Regions from separate parts of the Mus musculus genome. Here all the other regions are linked to region 1. Evidence: chromatin contacts called from public promoter capture Hi-C data. All regions are on one chromosome and are shown on one strand. The core of a region is the stretch at or near the end of the contact, and the rest is flanking DNA. Distances in the headings are between cores, read along the strand shown.

The links. Promoter capture Hi-C pulls out the DNA fragments that hold promoters and counts their contacts.
Region 2: a contact with region 1 is called in a promoter capture Hi-C map of liver. The contact joins the enhancer-like site here to the promoter of Ctsk in region 1. A contact is called at or near these places in 16 of 39 promoter capture datasets (the 3T3-L1 cell line, the C10 cell line, the HPC-7 cell line and 11 more), 1 of 15 datasets of contacts at CTCF or cohesin (the NIH/3T3 cell line), 5 of 484 Hi-C or Micro-C datasets (the G1E-ER4 cell line, the HPC-7 cell line, bone marrow-derived macrophages and 2 more), 2 of 115 datasets of contacts at active chromatin or transcription factors (bone marrow-derived dendritic cells and embryonic stem cells) and 3 of 9 other capture datasets (adipose tissue, liver and pancreatic islet).
Region 3: a contact with region 1 is called in a promoter capture Hi-C map of the SN4741 cell line, with 3 times the contacts expected there. The contact joins the promoter of C920021L13Rik here to the promoter of Ctsk in region 1. A contact is called at or near these places in 8 of 39 promoter capture datasets (the 3T3-L1 cell line, HPC-7-derived erythroid cells, the SN4741 cell line and 4 more), 2 of 15 datasets of contacts at CTCF or cohesin (the NIH/3T3 cell line and large pre-B cells), 2 of 484 Hi-C or Micro-C datasets (the Ba/F3 cell line and the MNK3 cell line), 6 of 115 datasets of contacts at active chromatin or transcription factors (cardiomyocytes, embryonic limb bud, embryonic stem cells and 2 more) and 4 of 9 other capture datasets (adipose tissue, embryonic stem cells, liver and 1 more).

Annotation. Positions count from the first base shown.
Region 1 is chr3:95,497,586-95,500,659 of GRCm38.p6, forward strand. It overlaps Ctsk (cathepsin K), which reads left to right and starts at 1,625. Exons shown (of 8, transcript NM_007802.4): 1 at 1,625-1,751.
Region 2 is chr3:95,792,144-95,795,349 of GRCm38.p6, forward strand. The region is part of intron 1 of Rprd2 (regulation of nuclear pre-mRNA domain containing 2); the gene reads right to left. Among named protein-coding and RNA genes, the nearest start is that of Gm26361, 3.1 kb to the right of the region's middle. Within about 2 kb of position 1,723, at least 5 of the 459 cell types and tissues checked have an H3K27ac peak or open chromatin away from gene starts, as enhancers often do.
Region 3 is chr3:95,870,149-95,873,041 of GRCm38.p6, forward strand. It overlaps C920021L13Rik (RIKEN cDNA C920021L13 gene), which reads left to right and starts at 1,374. Exons shown (of 4, transcript NR_040446.1): 1 at 1,374-1,537. Mrps21 (mitochondrial ribosomal protein S21) reads right to left here and starts at 1,366. Exons shown (of 3, transcript NM_001355759.1): 1 at 1,305-1,366; 2 at 346-467. The coding sequence starts at 428.

The DNA.
Region 1 (3,074 bases), core at 375-2,874:
GGGATTGTGAGCTTTAAACAGTTCAGATGTGGATCTGGGCTCTCTCTACTCAGGTGGTACATTGAGATCCTGGGGTCTAGAAATCCTGGGGTCTGTGCCAGGAATCCAGCTAGGAACTGAATCTATATTTGTGGTAATATCCTTTGTGCTTCACAGTCCCTCATTTCCTAATTCCTCACATGTGTTTATGGAAGTAAATGGAGTTTAGGGTGTGGTTGGCCAAGTCAGACTCTTATGATCTGTCACATGCCTGGATTTTGGGGAAGCGCTTGGAGACTCTTGTAACTGGACCTAGTTTGGGATTTTAATGATTGAGATGCAGTACTCATCAGACATTCTACCACCCGAGAGTCTAGCAGTAGAGTCCCACGTGTATCCATTAATGTAGATTCAAGTGTTGTAAATAATTAGGTGCTACATTGGGTCAGTTGTCTTTCCTTACTGTCATGTTGGGTGTTGATCCTTGGGCCTCATAATGTTAGGAAAGCCCACCACCGCTGAGTCATGTTCCTCAACCCTCTTTTAGCTTTTTGTAAATTACTTTTATCCTCCATTTAAGCAACTAGAATCTTTTTGTAAAGTTTATGTATATGAGTACACTATCTCTGTCTTCAGACACACCAGAAGAGGGTATCAGATCCCATTACAGATGGTTTTGAGCCACCATGTGGTTGCTGGGAATTGAACTTAGGACCTCTGGAAGAATAGGCAGTGCTTTTAACTGCTGAGCCATCTCCCTGGCCCTGTAGGGCATTTCTTAGTGGTTGATGGGAGAGAGCCCAGCTCACTGTGGATGGTGCCATTCCTGGGCTGGTGCCCCAGCCGTTGTTATTTTTAGACAGGATCTCACTAAATTGCCTAGAGTAGGTTGACCTTGAAAGTAAGTTCTTACTTAGAGACGTCTCACTGTATGGCTCTGGCTGACTTTGGACTCACTCTGTAGACTGTTGTGGCATTGACCTCACAGAGAACCATCCACCCCTGCCATCCAGTGTGTATGTTGAGGGGACAGAGGTGTGCCCATAGCCAGTGATGGCTTTGCTTTAGCTTCCTGAATATCTGGGATTACTGCACTGTCTCACACACGTGACTTTCTGGCCACTTTTGAACCATCTCACCTGGACTTTGTGGGCAGCTCCTCCCTTGATGTACAGCCATAATGGGTTAGAAAAACTACTCCATGCCCAGAAGCAGTTAATAGCAAACAGTCACAAAACGGTTTTAAATGTTTAAATTAGAGCCTTACATTTCTAGCCTTTCCTCCCCTCTCCCTCACTCCACCCCCATCATCTCAGAAGAGGATCTGACACAACGTTGGAAATGGTGCAGAGTAAGGAGGTGGGTCAGAACTAGATGAGTTGAAAAGATGGAAATTGCCAGTCAGACATTTTGAGGAAGAATGGAGACAACTAGGGCTGTGTTCTTAAATCTCCCACCAAAGTCTCAATTTGAATATTGTGCTATCTTATTTTTGCCCCCCAAAGTCAGTCAGATGAAACTAAACACTTAGCAGCTATCCACACTGGCATATGATACTGTATACACACATTGTGCAAATGTGTGTCCTTCCTCCCTAACCCCTCCTCCTTTTCATCCTATCCCTGACTCCCTCCCTTATCCAGATTTTCCAGCCACTGCTGGAGTTGACTTCCGCAATCCTTACCGAATAAATCTAGCACCCTTAGTCTTCCGCTCACAGTAGCCACGCTTCCTATCCGAAAAGAGCCTAGCGAACAGATTCTCAACAGCAGGTAACATTTTTAACTTCTGGATCTTTTAGCGTCTTGTTCCTACCAATTAACCTTATTTTAAGAAGAGAAAGGATATAATGAATTGGGGATCAAATAATTTAAGTTCCCTGAATAACAACATAATCCTTAGTTTATTTTCTAGCTAAATGTGTATGGAAATCTTTAGGATTTTCTATGTGAATGAATATGTGGCTGTTGGTATAATCAGAGGAAGAGGATTCTGTAAGCCTGTCTCAAGCGTGGGCTCTTTCTGAGTTCTGTTTAACTTAAGAGTTAACCAACTCCTGGGGAAGAAGAAGAATTCACAGCCACCCGCAAGCCTGTCACACCCCGGTTACTGGTGCTCTGCTGGGTAGTCTGTTGCTTTGCAAAGAGTAGATGAAATGTCGTCAGTGTTGCACAAGTCATATGATGTGCTGCTGGTGGGAAATGGTTTTTAAACTTAAGAACTTGCAATTAAGCCAACACAAGAAATTAATGGGGCCAGAGCAGATGCTGAAAAGCTGTGAGCTGTGAACTTAGGTCATTACGGAATACTGTCCTTCCATCTTCCACCTCCATTCGTGTCTGAGGCTTTCACCCTGTAAAGCAGCCACGTCGCTGTTTGGAAAAAAGAAAAGAGAAAAGAACAGCTACTTACCCGTGACATCTGGTTATGATCAGAGCTGTTTCCTGCCTAAAGGAGAGGAGGTGGAAAGAAAAAAGTGGACAAGGCAAATGAAGATACAGTGAACGTAAATACCATCAAAATGGTCCTGTCCTCTCCTGGCAAGATCTGGGTGTAGGCAAGGAAGAATACTATGCACAAAGCCTGAAGTGTACTGTAGCTAGAACTCTGGCTCTGTAACCACGCTCACTGTGCTTATTCTGTTTATGTGCACCCTTACCTGGGATACGGGGGTGGGGTGGGGGTGGCATAAGAGCTGCCGAGCCTTTCCCAGTTACTTCTACGCACTGCGGTTGCCTAAAGTGTGTGCAGTGTTGGTGGAACATACGGGAGTTACAATGATTAAGTCAGATGATCCGGCACCTCCTGAACTTCTGTCTGTTTTATGTGAGAATCACCTGCAATTCCTTGTTTTCCATATACAGCCAAGTGTGCCTGTCTCACAGTCAAATGAAGGGATTCTTGGGCATGGCTCACACCTTTAGTCCTGGCACAGGGGAGAGGGGGTAGATCTTTAAATTCAAGGCCCTCTTGATTAACATAGTGAGCTCAAGGCCAGCAAAGACTTACATAAAAAGACCATGTCTCTGAAATGGCAGAAAGTCTGTGTGTGTATGTGGTGTTCTTTTGAGTTTATGAATCCCTTAGGATTAGTG
Region 2 (3,206 bases), core at 473-2,972, 290 kb after region 1:
GGAGAGTGAGGATAGGGACATCCTCATGGAGATAGGGAGGTAGGGATGGGGGACAGTTAGAGGGTGGGCCAGGAGGGGGATACAATCTGGATTGTACAATTAATTAATTAATTAATTAAACCAAAATAAAATAGTTTCCCCAAATATTTGTGGAGACAAAGAAAGAAAGAAAGAAAGAGAGAGAGAGAGAGAGAAAGAAAGAGGAAGGGAAGGGAAGGGAAGAAAAAAGAAAAGGAGAAAGAGTTGAACGAACTTGTACAAATAGCAAGATTAGAAGAAAACTAATCTTGTACAACACTGACCTCAAACCAGAAAATAACTGCAAATCATGTTTAATAGTATTCCATATACAGATCCTTAGATCAACCAATCCAGACACTTCTCACAAAACATTTAAGTGCCTCCATTTGCTGGCTGAAGCTATTTGAAATATCTGAATGTTCTGGGCATAATTTGATTCCAGGTTTACACGAAGGCTAAGCTTTTCAAAGACTCAACCCACCTAAGGTTCACTGTTAAAATGCTGGGCAATTCTAACATTCACCTGGACGACCCAAGTTCTACAGTCACTCAGGCTCCTCACCTCACACTCATTGCCTTCTAGGATCTGCTCACACAGCCCTGTCTCTGACCACACTCACCCATTCCCATTCTACCATTCTACAACCTCAGACAGCAGTCCATGCTCTCTACCTCCTCCATCTCCTTCAGAATTCATTTATTTCTAAGAATTCCACTGCATTTGATACATTATTTAAATTACTCTTACCAAAACCCTCATTTTCTTTTCCTTTTCTACCTAATTTAGCTTTCTAGTACAAAACCCTAAGTCTGGATGAGTCTAAATGAATGCTTTTCCTGTACCTTTCTTTTGTTTTTTAAAATTACATTTATTATTTTTCCTTATGTGTGCTTGGCATGCATGTATACATACAATGTGTGTATACATCATGGATGCAAATACATCAACAATGTGTACCACCTCTCTAGAACCTTCTTGTCTGATTTTTGTTTTAATTTGTGTTGAGACAAGGTGTGCAGATTTGAATGAGAATGGCCCTTATAGGCTCATAGATCTGAACACTTAGTCACCAGGGAGTGGAACTCTTTGATAGGATTAGAAGGATTTGGAAGTGTGTCACAGTAGGTGGGCTTTGAGGTCTCAAAAGTTCTTCAAAATCCTATACTAGGCCCAGTTTCTCTGTTTCTGTGTGTGCGGGTCTCTCTGTCTGCTGATCACGATGTAACTCTTGGCTACTTTACCACCACTCCTGCCTGTCACCATGTTCTCTGCCATGACAATAGTGGACAAAAGCTTCTGACACTGTAAGCAAACTCTTAACTAAATGTTTTCTTTTATAAGAAAGAATTTCCTTGGTCATGGTGTCTTGAGCACAGGGTCTCACACTATGTAGGGCCTGGGATTTGCTGTGTAGACCAGACTACCTTCCAACTCTGGGGATCTGTCTGCCTCTACCTCCGGAGTTCTGTTCTGTTTCTGAGGCAGGGTCTTGAAAAGCCCAAGGTGGCCTCAAATTCCTGATCCCCAGAACAACCTGACCCCACCTTCCAAGTACTGAGTTTACAGGTATGTGCTGCCACAGTCTGCTGTACCTCTAATTCTGCTGTTAGATTCTACTAAAGGAAAAGTACACAAGAAGGGGACTAATGTCCTACGAATGAGCCCATTCTGTAACAGCTCCTCCTTCAGCAGTGCCTTCTCTCACTTGCTCTAAGAGGTATTTCACAATGTACCACCCAGGACTCTATGACACAGATCTCTCACTCTTGGGACATAAGCATACATGCTATTTTATACACAAAGTAGCATTAAATGAGAATTATCTTCTCTAAAGAACATGTGCAGCATCCCCATCCCATTACCTAGAGGCATCCTGACTCGCTCAGTGGAAGCCCAAAAGAGTGAACAACTCAAGTTTCAAACAAAACAAAGACAGACCAGCAGCAGCAGCAGCAGCAGCAGCAGCAGCAGCCCCAGCCCCAACCATCAAATAAACAAATAAAACACCTTGCTAGGCCCGTGTGGGGGTAGGCACCTGTATTCCCAGCCTGGGGAGTGAACAAAAGCAGGAGGATTAGGACTTGAGAGTCATTCTAGTAACACATACCAAGTTTCAGGTTATCCTGGGGTACAGGAGGAAAAGTATATACAAGCTCTTTGTAATATTCTTAAAGTATTTTTAAAGTTTGAACTAAATGCTTGGATTACAAGCATGAGTTTGAATTTCAAACTTCAAGAATAACTTCCCTATATGCTATATTTGATTTGGTTTTCACCCTGTCTTACCCCATCAAGAACTTTAAGCCCCACAAAGTGGATGTGGTTAGACACCAACATAAAAGCCTCCATCTTACTGCCTCTCTGATACCTGCAGGCGTATGGAACACACATATTTAGGCTCTTACACACAGTAGATACACAAACAAATCTTTTTTTTAAAAAAATAAGTGGGGGCTGGAAAGATGGTTCCTTGGTTAAAAGCATCAGTTGTTCTTTTAGAGGACCCAAATTAGTTCCCAGCTCACAAAAGTCCCAGGAGACCCAATGTTCTTTTCTGGCTTTTGTAGACACAAATAAGGCCCAGAGACAAACATACAAGCAAAATACCCATATACATTAAAAACAACAACACTTTGGCCTGACAGTGGTGGGGCATGCCTTTAGTCCCACCACTTGTGGGGCATCTCTGAGTTTGAAGCAGGTCTGTCCTACATACAGAGTGAGTTCCAGAACAGCCAGGGCTACAAAGAAAACCCTTGTGTCACACACACACACACACACACACACACACACACACACACACACACGAATGAATGAATGAATGAATGAATGAATGTTTTAAGTGGCCAAGGACAAAGGCAATTAAACAGAAAGAAATCTGGGGCCATACAGAAATACTAATAAAGAAATTGAAAAACAAGAATTATCTTTACAAAGACAAAGACAATTCTTCCTAAGTTGGTGTTCCAAGAATCAAAATATTTAACTGTTTACTGATGAATGAAATACTATTACATTATATATTCTCACATTTTAACAAGACTTTAAAAAAAAAGCTGAGTGTGTTGGCACATGCCTTTAATTCTAACACTTAGGAGGCAGAGACTCAAATGGATCTGTGAGTTCAAGGTCAGCATGGTCTACAGAGTGAGTTCCAGGACAGACAGAGGTACATAGAGACCCT
Region 3 (2,893 bases), core at 124-2,623, 370 kb after region 1:
GACTCAGTAGTTAAGAGCACTGGCTGCTCTTCCAGAGGCCTTGAGTTCAATTCCCAGCTACCACATGGTGACTCACAACCATCTGTACTGAGATCTGGTGCCCTCTTCTGATATGCAGGCATACATGCAGGTAGAACACTGTATGCACAATAAATAAATTTAAAAGAAGAAGAGGAGGAAGAAGAAAGAGGAGGAGGAGGAGGAAAAAAGGAGGAGGTGGAGGTGGTGGTATTCAGAGCCTACACAGAGCTGGCACCAGTGGTAGGCTTTATGAGGTGGTAGGCTGGGTGCAGGATCACCTCACATTTCCCACGGCTGGTCCAGGCAAGACTCGACTCATTTTACCTGTTCAGGGTCCGGTAGGCACCTTCCACGTTCCCCTCCTGAACCATCACTGTCCTGGCAATGAACTTCAGATGTTTAGCCATGGCCTCGTATTTAAATCTTCATTCTTCCGGGACTACAGACTGGACATCGAGCATGGAAACCAGAGACTCAATGTAAGAGAACAAAGCCCAACAGAGTCACAACTTACCATAGGTAGTTTTTATTTAATTTAGCAACAGAACCAGCTTGAGATCCACAGAACTGGGCTGGAGGAATTCTCCATATCTTAGTAAGTACAAGTAAGTCTGGAGAGATGGCTCAGTAGTTAAGAGGATCCAAGTTCGATTCCCAGTACCCACAGGGTGGCTCACAACACATACAGTCCCAGGGAATCCAACACCCTCTTCTGACCTCTGTGATGCACAGACATACATGCAAGTAAAACACTCACACACATAAAATATAAATAACTTTTTTTTTTAATGAAAAAGTACAAGCAAATTGTTAGCAACATTTCTTTCACTACGCAGTGATATGGCTTAGCAGGTAAAGGCGCTTGCCACCAAGCCTGATGACCCGAGTTAGAGCCCTGGATCCTTACGGTGGAAAGAGAGGACAGACTCCTGCAAGCTGTCCTGACTTTCGCCCCTCCCAACCCCCCGGTCACACCAAGAAATAATTAAAAGATAATTGCCGGGCAGTGGTGGCCCACGCCTTTTATCCCAGCACTTGAGAGGCAGAGGCAGGCGGAACTCTTGAGTTCGAGGCCAGCCTCGTCTACAGAGCCAGTTTCAGGGCAGCCAGGGCTACATAAAAACACTCTCGAAAAAGCAAAGCAAAGCAAACCAAAAAATAGGTTTCCGCTGAGAGTTAGAAAGAACTCTTCGTCCGCCTCTAGGCACCACGCGAAATCTTGCCCTCCCGCCATACTCGCTTTGCAGCTCAGTGAACCCCCCCACACCCCTCGAGCTCCCTACCTGGGGCCTCTGAATTCGGACTCCGGGTCTCTGCGGACCGGAAGCGGAAGCTACGGAGTCCCGCGACGGGAGGAAGCTACGCTGCAGGGCTCAGCCGACTGCAGCTCCGCTTACCGTCTGACCTTGCGAAGGTTCGGTGCTGAGCGCAGGCGCTGGACTTTCCGCCTGACAGTCAAAGGAACAGCGTCCTCACCTTCCTATGGAGGAGTCGCGGTCGTCGGGTCTGCGAGAAGGTCAGCCCGATCCGTAGCTCTAATCCTGTTAAACTTTTACTAGATTTGAGCGATTTCGTTTTCTGGATGGGAAATGGGAAGCGTCCTGAGAATATTTTCTATTTAAAAAGGACAGATCTGCTCACCGGGTGAAAAAAATGGCTCCACACCCCCTAATCTGCCTAAAAGTTAAGAAAAGAAATTACATACTGTGAGTTTCCCATTGCATCAGCTACCTAAGCCATTTCATTAAATAAAGTAGAATCAAAAAGAAACAAATGGGAAACGCCTGCAGAATTTTAAATCAAAATATTGTTGTTTTAATGCCAACTTTGCCATTTGTTGCCTTGTAAGATCTAGTAGAATTTTTTTTTCTTCCATACGTCTGGACAACCCTATGTGTATGTTATCCCCACATCTCCATATATGGTTATTTACATGGGTTTAGAAGTATCCATATACAGAAAAACCTACCCACAACACACACAGATGCACCCTCATCTGTTACTTCTTTAAGGGATTTGCTTTTATTTTGTGTGTGTGTACGTGTGCCTGCGTGTATGTATGTGCACCGTGTGCGTGCGTGCGTGCAGGAGCTCAAGAAGGATTGGAGAGGTGTTGGGGCCCTGGAACTGGAGTTAATAGGAGGCTCTGAGCTGCCATGTGGGTACTGGGAACAGAACCTGGGTTCTCTGCAAGAGCAATTAATTTTCTTAACCACCGGGCCATCTGGCCAGGTCATTATCAGTTAATAGGTATTCACACAAAATTTAAGCCTGCCTCGTAGTAAGCCAAATCCAAAGTCCCAAACTGAAGCTAGACACCTTTGTGCTTGTCAGCAAACCTAATTGAATGACTGTCCTCTGCTAAGCACTGCTGATACTATTCCAGTGTCTCTTGTACAACTGACAGTATGTAGACACAATTTTAGGCCCAGTCGCATATAATAAGTGCAAAATTAATTCTATGGACAGTACGTAATCCGTTAGAAAGGAGTTCTAGCTTCAGATTCTAAGCATCAGCAGACGTATGACTTTGAACAAGTTACTCAGACTAGGGGTCTGCACTTTTTGTCTAAATAAAAATATTGGAATACTACCATGTTTATTTGTTGATATTATACGGCTCTCTTGGGCTATAGTGGTAGACTTGGGTAGAAGAAATGGAGATCTGTGACCTACAAATACTTATAATCTAGATCTTGCTAAACATGAACTTTCAATCTGGCTTCTTATTTGTAAAATGATGCTAACATCTACTCTGTTGGTCTCACAAAATTGGTCATAAGAATCGAATGGGCTCACAGTCAGCTATTGGATGGATCACAGAGCCCCCAATGGAGGAGCTAGAGAAAGTACCCAAGGAGCTAAAGGGATC